2 separate regions of the Mus musculus genome follow, and region 2 is linked to region 1. The links are chromatin contacts, called in public promoter capture Hi-C maps. All regions are on one chromosome and are shown on one strand. The core of a region is the stretch at or near the end of the contact, and the rest is flanking DNA. Distances in the headings are between cores, read along the strand shown.

The links. Promoter capture Hi-C pulls out the DNA fragments that hold promoters and counts their contacts.
Region 2: a contact with region 1 is called in a promoter capture Hi-C map of hematopoietic stem and progenitor cells, with 4 times the contacts expected there. The contact joins the promoter of Fam71e2 here to the promoter of Tmc4 in region 1. A contact is called at or near these places in 7 of 39 promoter capture datasets (cranial neural crest, embryonic stem cells, frontonasal cranial neural crest and 3 more), 2 of 115 datasets of contacts at active chromatin or transcription factors (fetal liver and stem cell-derived neural progenitor cells) and 3 of 9 other capture datasets (adipose tissue, embryonic stem cells and macrophages).

What each region holds. Positions count from the first base shown.
Region 1 is chr7:3,673,702-3,680,259 of GRCm38.p6, forward strand. Tmc4 (transmembrane channel-like gene family 4) reads right to left here and starts at 3,852. Exons shown (of 15, transcript NM_181820.2): 1 at 3,723-3,852; 2 at 2,863-3,067; 3 at 1,725-1,870; 4 at 1,149-1,381; 5 at 886-1,007. The coding sequence starts at 3,777. Mboat7 (membrane bound O-acyltransferase domain containing 7) reads right to left here. Exons shown (of 8, transcript NM_029934.4): 8 at 4,088-5,148. The coding sequence ends at 4,758.
Region 2 is chr7:4,766,984-4,773,541 of GRCm38.p6, forward strand. It overlaps Fam71e2 (family with sequence similarity 71, member E2), which reads right to left and starts at 4,287. Exons shown (of 11, transcript NM_172895.3): 1 at 3,964-4,287; 2 at 3,592-3,746; 3 at 3,258-3,513. The coding sequence starts at 4,128. Il11 (interleukin 11) reads right to left here. Exons shown (of 5, transcript NM_008350.4): 5 at 5,395-6,558.

The DNA of each region.
Region 1 (6,558 bases), core at 2,602-5,101:
TGTGACATGCCATGTGTGTGGTGGTGAGAAGACAACCTATGGAGGAAGTGGCTTCCTTTCCTTACTATGGGGCCTCTGGGGAAGGAACTCAGCTTCTCAGGCTTGGCAGAAAGTGTTCGCATCCGCTGCAAAGTCTTGCCAGCCTAGTGTTCTACTTCTTTTTTCTTTTTCTTTTTTTTTTTTCTTTTGGTTTTTCGAGACAGGGTTTCTCTGTGTAGCCCTGGCTGTCCTGGAACTCACTTTGTAGACCAGGCTGGCCTCGAACTCAGAAATCCGCCTGCCTCTGCCTCCCAAGTGCTGGGATTAAAGGCGTGCGCCACCACGCCCGGCTTTTTTTTTTTTTTTTTTGTGTTCTACTTCTTGATATCACTGGATATTGTGAGATGGAGCCTGGAGTAACCTTCGTGCCTCGGCTTCCCAAACTCTGGGATTATAGTCACACACCTTCTAAACAGGCTTTCATGTGTGTATTGAACCACCTCTCATTAGGTTACCACTAGATAAACTGGGGGTAGGGGCCTGCCTGTTTTGTGCTCCCTCCCTCCCTCCCTCCCTCCCTCCGTCCCTTCATTTTCTTTCTGAGAAAGAAAGCCAAGTTGGCATTGAACTCAAAGATCTATCTACCCTGCCTCCTGAGTACAGAGATTACAGGCATGTGCCAACATACTCAGACAGATAGGATTTTTCTGTGCAGCTCAGGGCGGTCTTCAACTTACTCTGTAGCCTAGGCTGACCTTGAACTTAAAATAATCATCCTGCCTCAGCCTCCTCTCCTGGAGCCTCCTCTCCTGGCTTTAAAATACATTTCAATGTTGAAGAAATGACTCCTGGGGGAGGGGGTGGGTTTCCCCTGCCTATCAGAATCAGGATGTGGGCATCACTAACCGTCGTAGGATGCACAGCAAGTAGATGATGCTGATGGCAAAGACGGAGCACAGGTAGGTGATGGCCAGGTTCGATCGGGGTGGGTAGAACCCATAGAATAGAGGGGACCACTCAAGGTAACCCTGGGGAGGAAGAGGCAGAACAAAGGTCATAGTGGGGCCGGGTGGAGGTAACGATCAGGGAGCTGAGTGATCTGTGTGTGTGTCGTCCAGGAAACCAGGCTTCAAAAGTAAGGAGGTTCCTCTGGGGACCATGGCACCCACCTCTCCAGAGAGCAAGTTGAAAAGCTGGGTGGGGAAGGCGACCAGGCCATGAGTGTGTGGAATATAGGAACCACAGGGTGAAGAGATGTTAGGGCCAGGGGGACCTGGAGGAGCCCCTTCCAGCCAGGTGGGGATCAGCTTCATGCAGATTTCAATGACAGATGCCACCAGGTTGAGAAAGAGCAGGAAGCGCAGCAGGGAGAAGTAGGACTCAGTGCCTGCTCCAAACTGACCTGCAGAGGGCAGCAGAGAGGCCTCAGGTCCCTTACCAGTGTAGTTCCAACCCAGAGTCCTGGCCATAGCCCTCCTCCCTCAGACCCAGAAATCTATAACAGAGCCCTGACTCCTGGTCTGACCCTGGGGTCCAGAAACCAGCCCTCCCCCCTCAGATTCCAGTTCTCTTCTCTCTGATTCAGAAGGGTTCAGGCACTAGTCTTCATCCTTCAGACCAGGGCTGCAGGAACCAGACCTTTTCCCAAAGGCCCAGGGGATAATTGCCACTCCCCTCTCTGTCAGACCCAGGAAACCACACTCCAGCCTCAGACCCCAGGCCTCTTCCTCTAAAGCCCAGCACACCCCCAATTTTCTTCAGCGTCCATGCCCAGGGCTGTATAGTTTGAAAGCCTTCTTTCATTTTTCCCTTGGTCCGGGAAAGCTGTCGGGTCCAGTAGGCAGCCCTGGATTCAGAGCCAGAAGCCAGCTGCCCTGTAGCCTGGCTCTTCCTAGAAAGAGAGCAGAGTCAGCGTCAGAAAATGAAGGGTTTGGAACCTACAAACTGGGAACCACCCAAAGACAGAAACAACACGATGTAACGAGGACAGGCATCGTGGTACTGTATCCATAAACTGGAATACTCTTTAGCAATTAAAAAGGAACCAAATCTGAGCTGGGTGGTGGGGGGGGGGGCACACCTTTAATCCCAGCACTTGGGAGGCAGATGCAGGTGGATTTCTGAGGCCAGCCTGGTCTACAGACTGAGTTCCAATACAGCCAGAGCTACACAGAAAAACCCTGTCTCGAAAAACCAAAAAAAAAAAAAAAAAAAAAAAGGAGCCAGACATAAAATAATGATGGAGCCATGTCTAGTAGTATATGCATGCTTGTATGCTTGTAATCCCAACAGTGAGGTTGAGGCAGTGGAATTGAGAGTCCCAGGACAGGCTGGTAGATTAGTGACATGCTTTTGAAAGAAAATGAGTGCAGTGTGGTGCACCATTCATGCTCGTAGTATCTCAACTGGGAGCAGCGGGCAGAATGATTAGGGCAAATTAGGATAGACAGTGCTTTCAGGTCAGCCTGGGTGACAGAGTGCAACCCTCACTCTGTTTTTGTCTCAACAAAACAGAACAAAATGGTTGGCACGTAAGGGCATTTGTGACCAAGTCAAAACGACTTTGATCCCTGAGACTCAGATGGTAGAGAGAGAGAACTGACTCCTTTACGTTGTCCCCTGAGCTTCGAAGAAAGCTGTGCCACACCCATGCATGATCTTAGGGACACACACACACACACACACACACGTAGAAAAGAAAAAACAAAACAAAACAAGAAGGACGTTTGGGAGAAGGAACAAAAATAAAAAATGATCAAGTCTTCCTGAGTCTCTTAACACAAGGTTCAGAGCCGGCCCAGGCTAACCCTACCAAGCTGGTGGCAAGGAAGTAAACAGAATAACTGAAATCAGGAAAGGGTGTGTCAGTAAAGAGGTGCTCACCTGTGTGCCCGCCTTGCCTGCATAGGCCAGGGAAGTTCCCGGGAAGGGTGAGATTCCATTTGTGCAGTTTCTGCAAAGGCCTGAAGGCTCCTTCCTCCTTCATCATCATCTTCATCCAGTGTTCCCCAAGGGAGCACACCAGGGCCGCGGTATCGCAGCGTAGCAGCGCTGGGGAGATCGTTCAGCACAGACGCCAGCGATGGGCCTGGGATGAACACAAAGGATTGAAAGACAGAGGAGTCCAGGCCACAAGCCTTTCCCCTCAGATCCACAGTCCAGGCCACAGCCCATCTCTCAGACACAAGGGTGCAGGGTTCAGGCCACCTCCCTCAGACCCTGGAGCCAGGCCCCAGACTCTTTTTTCAGACCCAGGAGCCCATGCCCCAACCTTCTTCAGATACAGGGGTCTAGGCCCCAGCCCATTTCTCTCAGACCCAGGGGTACAGGCCTAAAGCCACCCCCCTCAGACCCAGGAGTTCAGACTCGGGTTCTCCCCTCAGATCCAGGGCTATAGATCCCATTATTTCTCCTTCACACTGGGGTTCGTGGCCCTAGACTCTCCCCCACGGAGTCTAGGTTTGAACTCCCATATCCCTTCTACTCTAAGTGTGACTCTAAACTTCAACAACTTCCCGTTCCCTCATTGGTGAGCTTAGAATCCTGGCTCCTCACAAGCCTGATATTAGGGACCCGTTTCCTGACTCTGTCCTCCAAGACCGTAAACTTGTACTGTTTTTCGGGAAATCTGAGTTTCCTTCTTAGGAAACCCAGGAAATGAAAGTCCTCTTCGAGTCTCAGGTTCAGGAGCTCAGCTTCCCTTCCTTTATGAATGGACCTGACTTTGCTGGACTCTCTCCTACCTGTTCTGGCTTTCCGGGAGCTGGAGCAGGCTGGGGACTGGCCCCAGGCTTCCATGTTTGTGGATGTACCGTACTTCCAGCACCCGTTCTTTCTGTCTCTGGAGGCCCCAGGGCGGGGACTGCCCTCGGTAAGGGAGGGAGGGGCCTGCTACAGGTCTGCACCTGGCCACTAGGTGACCCGGGTGACTGCGGTACATTTCCTATAAAGGTCTCCTGGGAATTGAAGTCCTTACAGCCTCCTGAGCGGCCAAACTTCATGGCAGCCAGACCCCCCCACCCCACCCCCCCAATACACACACAAATGCACACTGGCATTCTGGGTCAGTGTCTTTGGTTTGTTGCCCACAGTTATACTCACAAACAAATGCATGTGTAACACTTTATTGGGAAAGCTTTATACATTCTGGCCTGTCACAGGCCAAGGATGACACTGGGTGGTAGGTTGTATGGGGAGCCCAGAAATGGCTCAGGCAGAAGCTGCTGTAAGAGCAAGCTCCCCTGGGGCTTCTCACATTTTAGCTTCTCCTTCAGCATGTGTAAGACCATGGTCTCTGAAACACTGGTGTGATGATAAAAACAAAGAGGAAAACAAGAAGGCTATCCCTCCCCTCTCCCAGAACCTGGCCCTGAAGTTCCTGCCCCCATACTGGGGACCCACTGGGAGTCTGTCTAAGATGCCAGATGACCACTGGTCCCTGCAAGGGCATTTTTGGGAAGTGTGGCTTTTTGAACATCTGAAGATTGTTGCAGAGATAATAGGTTCAAGAGTGGATAGTAATACCCTGATGTTAGCAGAGGAAGGTCTGAAAAGGTCAAGATGCTGAGAGAGCCCAAGAGAAGGATACCTTAGCTTTAAATAGAAGGCAGAGGAATTATTTGGGAAGAGGGGATCCTCTCCAGGCTCTTAGCCAAACAAGGGATTCTTGCTGGGTAAAGGAAACAAACAAACAAACAAACAAAAACCCCAAACAAACAGCCTGGTTCATGGAATTCCCAAAAAAGCTTGAACTGGAAGGCAGGCCAATGCAGCAGAGCTCACTCTTCCCGGAGCTTTTCCTTCGCTTGGCTGCTGGTGGCCTGGGATGGTGTCTTCCTCTTGCTGGGGCTGCCCCCACCCAAAACCAGCCCCAGCCCCAAGCAAGCCAGGGCTAGAAAGTGGACCCAGAAGTAGATGGAGGCCCAGTACCGGAGTGTGTCAGCCATGGAAAGGAGCACAAAGCCCATGCACATGTAGTCGTAGGCACGCATCTTCAGGAACCAGTGGACCCAGTCCCAGGCTTTCTGGCCCCCGGGGCTCAGGTGTCTCCGCAAGGCTGACTCCAAATAGCCCTCAGCAGCCAGGCACAGCGGGATGGTCATGAAGCTTAGGTAGTAACCAGGGTGGAGGCCATGCCAGTAGGCACTCAACAGCATGGTCCAGGCACTCCTGGAGGAAGATATTGAGTCAGGACACACAAGTTCAAGCTTCAGTCCTCACTGTCTCATGCCTCCCTTCCTCAAGCCCAGGAGTACAGGGCTCAGCCCTCCTCCCTCAGATTTAGGAGTTCAGGCCCACTCTTCCTTCCTGCATCCTGAAAGCCAAAGAGGCTATGATTGTCACTGGGAACTGAACTCAGGACCCTGCACAAACCGGGCAATAATGCAGCACTAAGCTGCATCCCTAGCATGCTCAGACAGCTTCTTAATAATCATATTGTTGAGCTGGGCGTGGTGGCGCACGCCTTTGATCCCAGCACTCGGGAGGCAGAGGCAGGCGGATTTCTGAGTTCGAGGCCAGCCTGCTCTACAAACTGAGTTCCAGGGCAGCCAGGGCTATACAGAGAAACCCTATCTCGAAAAACAAAAACAAAAACAAAACAAAAACAAAAACAAAAAGGAGAAAAAAATTAATTATATTGTTAAATGTACATGTGTGTACCATGTGGGTGGCCAGCTACCTGAGGAGGTCAGAAGAAGGCATCAGATCCCCTGATTATAGATGCTTTGTTTTTTTTGCCTGTGTGTATGTCTATGTACCATGTATGTGCTCAATACCCTTGGAGCCCAGAAGAGGATTCCCCTGGAACTAAAATTGTGAGCTGTCATGTGGGTGCTGGGAATCAAATGCGGATCCTCTGCAAGAGCAGCCAGTGCTCATAACCACTGAGCCATCTCTCCACAACTTACTTCCCTAACTTTTCAGTCCACCAATTCTGGCTCTGACTCTGCTAAGGAGGACGGAGAGGGAAGCATCCTCTACTGTATCCTCCAACAGAGCAGTGACCAGCCATCCTGGCAGGAGCAGGAGCTCATGGGTCCTGTTCCTGCTTAGACCTGTCCCTCCTGACTGACATACCAACTCTGCAATGACAGAACCACGCTGACTGGATTATGATGAGGGCAGCAGGGCAACCAGAAGTGAACCCTGTGTATTGTACAATCTGAATTCTATTTGTAAATGCCAAGGAAATCTCTCAGCCACAGCTAAATAAATAAATAAATAAATAAATAAATAAATAAATGTAGCCAGGCGTGGTGGTGCACGCCTTTAATCCCAGCACTCGGAAAGCAGAGGCAGGCGGATTTCTGAGTTCGAGGCCAACCTGGTCTACAAAGTGAGTTCCAGGACAGCCAGAGCTACACAGAGAAACCCTGTCTCGAAACAAACAAACAAACAAACAAACAAACAAACAAACAAACAAACGTCTCCTGAAATGGGGTAGTTTAGTGGTTATACTGTATTGTTTGTTGTTGTTGTTTTTAAAATTTAATTTCATTTATTTTGGTCAACTCCATGCAAGCTAGTGTCACTTGAGAAAAGGAAATCTCAATTGAGAAAATAACCCCTATCAGATTG
Region 2 (6,558 bases), core at 3,037-5,536, 1.1 Mb after region 1:
CTGCTATGTATACATTGGAATGGGATGCTACCATTCTCTTGCAGACAAAAAAAAAAAAAATCATCAATGCACTTATTTTAAGTGATGGGATCTATGTTATCTTCAGCTGCCTCTCTGATTCAATAGGTTCATACCCCGTAACCGCATAAATTCCTTCACCCTAAATGTTTCCTTGGCATTGATCATTTAGGCAAAAAAATCGATCAAGGTTAGACAGATAAAGTTAAAGCCTAAGAAAAAGCCATTTTTCCCCATAGGGTCTCAGGTTAAAAATATTAAGACACTATAAACAATTCATGTCATGTCAATCATAAATGGATTCACGTTATTCCTCTGTCCTATAATTTAAAACAAACACATCTATGAAGTGTTAGAAATAATTACAGCTTTCTATTAACATGGAAACTCTACAATTTCAGATGACTACCAGGAGCAATCTAACTATTTTTCGAATTCAGTTAAAATTTGTTTAAAAAAACAAAAACAAAAACAAAAACAAAAACTCCCAGGCTGAAGGAATGGCTCAGCTATTAAAAGCAATGACAGCTCTTCCAGAGGACCAGAGTTCAAATCTCAGCAACCACATGGTGGCTCAAGACCAACAGATCCTGATGCCCTCTTCTGGTGTGGCTGAAGACAGCGATGGTATACTCATATACATAAAATAAATAATTAAAAAAAAAAACCTCCCTATGGAATTTCCTTACAAGTTTACAGATTTCTTTGCTTCTGTTTCTTTTTCCAATCATCTTCAAAAATCTAGGATCGCCGGGCGGTGGCGGCGCACGCCTTTAATCACAGCACTTGGGAGGCAGAGGCAGGTGGATTTCTGAGTTCGAGGCCAGCCTGGTCTACAAAATGAATTCCAGGACAGCCAGGGCTATACAGAGAAACCCTTTCTTGAAAAAACAACAACAACAAGAAAGAAAGAAAGAAAGAAAGAAAGAAAGAAAGAAAGAAAGAAAGAAAGAAAGAAAGAAAGAAAGAAAGGAAGAAAGAAAGAAAGAAAGAAAGAAAGAAAGAAAGAAAGGAAAGAAGGAAGGAAGAAAGAAAGAAAGAAAAGAAAGAAAGAAAAGAAAAGAAAAGAAAAGAAAAGAAAAGAAAAGAAAAGAAAAGAAAAGAAAAGAAAAGAAAAAGAAACCTAGGATCTGCTGTACAATCTCCGTAACAGAGAGATTAACACTTCATTTTGTTTTAAGGGAGGAGATGTCAGAAGCCATCTAGGAAAGGCTAAGACACACAAGTAAAATTTTCTGGAGATGGCCCACTGTTTTCATGGTCTGTGATGGGTAAGCTCGTAGATGCACGGTCCTTAGAGACTTCATCTCAGGATTGCTTCTCACTGCTGATATGCCTTTCCTGTCACTATTACATAGCCTAATGGTTCCTGGGCATCAGCATACACTAGTGGGCAGATTTCCTGCAGATCAACATGAAGATGAACTTTCATGAATTAATGCTGTTTGGATGAATTAATGACTTTATAGAATTCCTGATTTGGTTCAAATAATTTTAAGAAGAAAGCTGTAGGAAATAGTTTTAGTTGTTTTGCCAGAAAGATGTAATAAGATTAGAATTGAGATAGAATGTGCCTGCTCCTCATAGAATAATAAGTAAAGGCTGCATAATAAGGGATACAATAAACCTTCACAATTACACTAAGAAGAGAAATAGGCTTGGGATCAATTTGTGATCAAGGGAGAATATTCACTCGAGGTCAGGTCCAAGGATGAAGCCACAGGTGTGCAGTATATGATAAAGCAAGGCCATGTGAAACTGTTGCTTTGAACTTATAATGAGCTTACAGAATGAAGCACTGCTTTGAACTTACTATTGACATCCTTCTGCAACAGTTTTTGTATATCATTTTATCTATGTGGTAACTTCATGAAGAACTTTTGTCTAAGAAGGCCATAGAGAAGAAATAAAGTGTGACACTAAAGAGCCCCATCCACCAAATGTATATATGTATTTGTCCACATGTCTATATGTATGTACATACATACATCTATACATATTTGTGTATGTATGTAAGTATGCATGAACACTCATGGAGTTGATGAGACAGGTGTTCGGGCCCGAGCAGGGTGTGTGTGTGTGTGTGTGTGTATGTGTGTGTATGAGTGTGTGTGTATGAATGTGTGTGTGCCTGTGCATGTTATCTGTGTAAATGATTTTCTTTCTTTTCTCTCTGGTTCATGGAGAGTTAATGAGTTCCAAGCCTCTTGCCTGGCCATGAGAGGTCCTTGAGCCAGAGAGAAAAGAGCCCTAGCAGTTATCCCTTTTTTCTTCTTAATCCCCTGCTGCTGCCAGCAGGAGTTTATTACCAGAACCTAAGACATTCAGCCACAGAGTGGCAAGAAATCAATGCTTACTAGCACAAAATACTAAGAGAAAAGAAACCAATAGGAATTAGCACAAAATAGTCAGAGTTTCAAGGCCAGAGATCACCTTTGTCTGAAGCTGTGTCTGACCTCACACTGTCCATCCCAAAGGCTGGGGCAGGAGCCTCCTAACTTGATTACCCAAGTGCTGTACCACTGTGCCTGGGTTCCTGGCCGTATGCGTGTCTGTAAGTCTGTGCATGTGGAGGCCAGAGGACAACCTCAGGTGTCATTCCTCAAGAAACTGCCTGCCTTTTTTTTGTTTGTTTGTGTTTCCTTCTGAGATAGTTTCCTCACTGGGCTGGAATCTACCAAGTAGATCAGGCAAGGCCAGGAACCTACCTGTCTCCCTCTGCAGCACTGGGAACCCAAGCCTGTGCCAGTATACCCAACTGTTTGTTTTGGTTTTGGGTTTACTGTTTTTGTTTTTCAAGACAAGGTTTCTCTGGGTAGCCTTGACTGTCCTTGAACTGGCTCTGTAAAACGGGTTGGCCTAGAACTCAAGAGATCTACCTGCCTCTGCCTCCCAAGGGCTGGGATTAAAGATGTGTGCCACCACTCTTGGCAACGCTCAGCATTTTTATGAGGGTTCTGAGGGTTTGAACTCAGATTCTCATAGTTCCTAGGCAATAATATCTTTACCAACTGAACTGTTTTCTCCACCCCATGATTGTCTCACCTGCCCAGCCTGCACCTTCCTCCCCATCTTTTCTTCCTTGGTCCCATGAGGTCAGACTCTCCTTTTAAATACAGCATTCTAGGATCCCAGCTCCTTTCCAATGGGATGGGAGCGGCTAGCCTGTGGGCTGTGGGTCCCCTGTTCTCTGTGGAATCTGGACGGTGGTTTCCAGGCCTTGTTCATTGAATCCTCACCTGAAAGTGCCAAGTGGAGGCAAGAGTGACTTCTGGGGGTATTTCCAGCACGGAGGGTTCTGTTTTTGGTGTCTTGGATAATTTAGGCCCTCGAAGCATGTTGATGAGGCGAATCCAGCGGTCAAACAGAAAGGCCAGCTCATGTTCAGGGGCATCCAGTGCCAGGAAATAATGACGGCCGGATCTCAGACGCAGTTTCAGTCGCCAGGTGGGCAGATCATCGACATACAGGCGGGCAAGGTCTAGTGGGATCATCCTGCGGGAGGTGGGAGACAAGGTAGCTAGTGCGATAGGATGGAGTGGAGTGAGCTAGGATGGGGCTCAAGGAACATACCTGGTTAGGATGAGACTGGAGCACTCCTCGTCCTCGGGGGGCCGAGCAATCAACAGAATGTCAGGCAGCATTAGGCCAGGCAAGGATGCTGCGACACCCATAGTCAGCTTGTTGGATTTGTTGTGTAATAACGCAGGAGTCCCATTGTTGGTTACCTGGGGCAGCCAGGGAGCAGGGCTGGGACCAGTTCTTTCTCCAACATTCCTCCAGCATCCCTCACCTGAGAGCCTCCTTTCTTTCCAAACCCATCTTCTACCTACAGGAGTTCAAATTCCAAATCCCTGTTCAACCCACTCTGCCCAGGGGTTCCCTCTCTCTTCCTGTGTCTCAGACTTCCTCCCCCATTTCCAGGGGGCTCAGGGAGCTGGGGACCTGGGTAAAGTTACTCTCGAACATGGGCAGCGGGCGGAGGGGCAGGTATTCGGCCATCTGAAGGGTCTTCTGCATCTCTCCAAGGATGGGAACCCACTTCGGAGGCTCCGGGGGAGGCGGAGGGAAAAAAAAGCGCCACAGCCGCCTCATAACAGCGGGTGCCATAACAGCGGGTGAGGGTGTATAGATTCAAGAATCCTGGACCCAAGTGGAGCCCTGACCCCCACCCCAGCCCACCAGCTTTGGACCCTTGGGCTTCAAGGATGTCAGGCGCTCAGCAGTGACAGAAAGTGGAGTGTCCCCAGGGCCGAGAGACTCTGGTATGGCCATGGCCCTGCAGAGAGGTAGTCAGCACTAGGCCGTGGGTGGAACCTTTGAGAGGGGCTTTGTGACCTCACTAGACCCTAGAGGCTGCTTCCTGGGAACTGCCTAGGGGCCTCACCATTCCAGAATAAGGTGTGGACTCTTTTGAGGGCTGGGATAGGTGACTCAGACCTCTATCAGAACATCTCCATCTCCTGGACCCAAGATTGTGATGACACAGCCCTCCCCCCCCCCCGCTCCCCCCTCCCCGCCCCCCCCAGGGATCTGTGTTAGAACCTCCATAGGGATCATTAACCCAAAGGCTTGAATCACAGGCCTAGTTCTGCCTGTGACCCTCCTCTTTACTCTCAGGAAGACCCAACCCCACATTGAGCCTCAGTTTCCTAATGGCTCGTGTGTGTGTGTGTGTGTGTGTGTGTGTGTGTGTGTGTCCCCACAACTCTCGAATCAACTAAACACTGAACTGTAAAGAAAGGACGACCATAGCTGGGCATGGCCATCACAGCTGTTATCCCAGCACTAGGGATGGGAGGCTGGAAAATCGTGTTTGAAACCATCTTAGGCTATGTAACAATACCTTGTCTCAAAATAATAAATAGAAAAATAAAGCAAAGGGCTTGGAGATGCGGTTGAGTGTTAAAGTGCTTGCTTGGCATGCACAAGGCCCTGGGTTCAGTCCTAGTACCATAATGATATAAGGCCAACTACCTGTATGAGCATAAGAGCAATAAGCTGGGCATGGTGGCACACAGTTTTAATTCCAGCACTCTGGAAGAAGCAGGCAGATCTCTGTGAGGTAAGACTCAAAACCAAGGCAAAATACCCTACAGAAAACAATTCCTCCCCTTGAGCCTCAGTTTCCCTCTCTTTTGTAAAGCAGGGCAACTTTTTCTGAATCTAAGACAACTTCTTAAGGAGATATATGTATATGTGTATATATATATGTGTGTGTGTGTGTGTGTGTGTGTGTGTGTGTGTGTGTGTGTGTATGCTCAGTATGACCCAGGACATGGGCTCAAATAACCATTTTTCTTGGTCCCTTCTGAGTCCTATTTTGAGGTTATACAGCATGTACAGTGGGGTGAGACAGAGACTGGTACAGTGCCATTCTAAAAATAGTGTTTATTAATGTTTATAAATGTGTCCTGCAAAATACAGTCATGGTGAAAACTCTGGAAAATGCAAACACAAACAGTAACAGTCACCCACTGTGCCATTGCTTGTTTTCAGCCCTGAGGCAGCTATCGTCAACATCATGGTGTTTCCATTTTGAAAAACCAAACAGTCCATACTCATGTATAGGGAGAGTAGTTCTACCATCTGCTGCTCCTGGGTCGCAGAGACGTTCAATATCTAAAGCAGTCTTCGCCTGGAACTTGCCTTTTTATGGTTGGCGAGCTAGAACTTCATCATGCGGATGTATCCCTAGCTTTATTCATCCATCCCCTGCCCGCCCCCCAGAAAGCCTAGATTGTTTCCCATTGGTCATCGTGAATTTTGCTGAAACAAAAAACCTTGTACCTTACAGCTCTGTACCATACAGGTGCTATTAGTTATAAGGTGATGCTCTGGAACTTTTTGTTAAGTATCTGTTGAGGACCTTTGAAATGCTAGGGTACCAGTTTAGACTCCGATCCTTTCGGCATACTCCTGCTAATAACCTCTAAATAGATATGTATTTAAATCCTCTCACTTCTCTGACTCACAAAAAAAAACTCACATTTTGGTATAAAACCCCAGGCTTCCTTTTTCCCCCTCCTTCCTCCTCTTTTTTTTTTTTTTTTTTTTTGGTTTTTCGAGACAGGGTTTCTCTGTGTAGCCCTGGCTGTCCTGGAACTCACGAACTCACTCTTAGACCAGGCTGGCCTCGAACTCAGAAATCTGCCTGCCTCTGCCTCCCGAGTGCTGGGATTAAAGGCATGCGCCACCACGCCCGGCTTCCCTCCTTCCTCCTCTTAATATAAAAAGTAATCGTTTAATAAATAATGTAGGAAGTGAGGAAGACACTGTGAACAGATTTCATAGAGACCCCAGAACCCAGGATCTCAGTTCCCTGCTCTTCAGGGTCTCAGATGCACCCACCCACCCCCCAATTGTTTAAATAAATAAGTATAAATAAGCCACAGGTGATCCCCCTCACCCAGGTCTACTGGAAAGACTGTCTAGCTGGGTGTGGGGCGGTTGTTTGGGGTGTGGCATGCCCCTGATCATCATGCCCCCCTCCAAGTACCAAAATAAATAAATAAATAAGATCTGGTTTTAAAGGGCGGT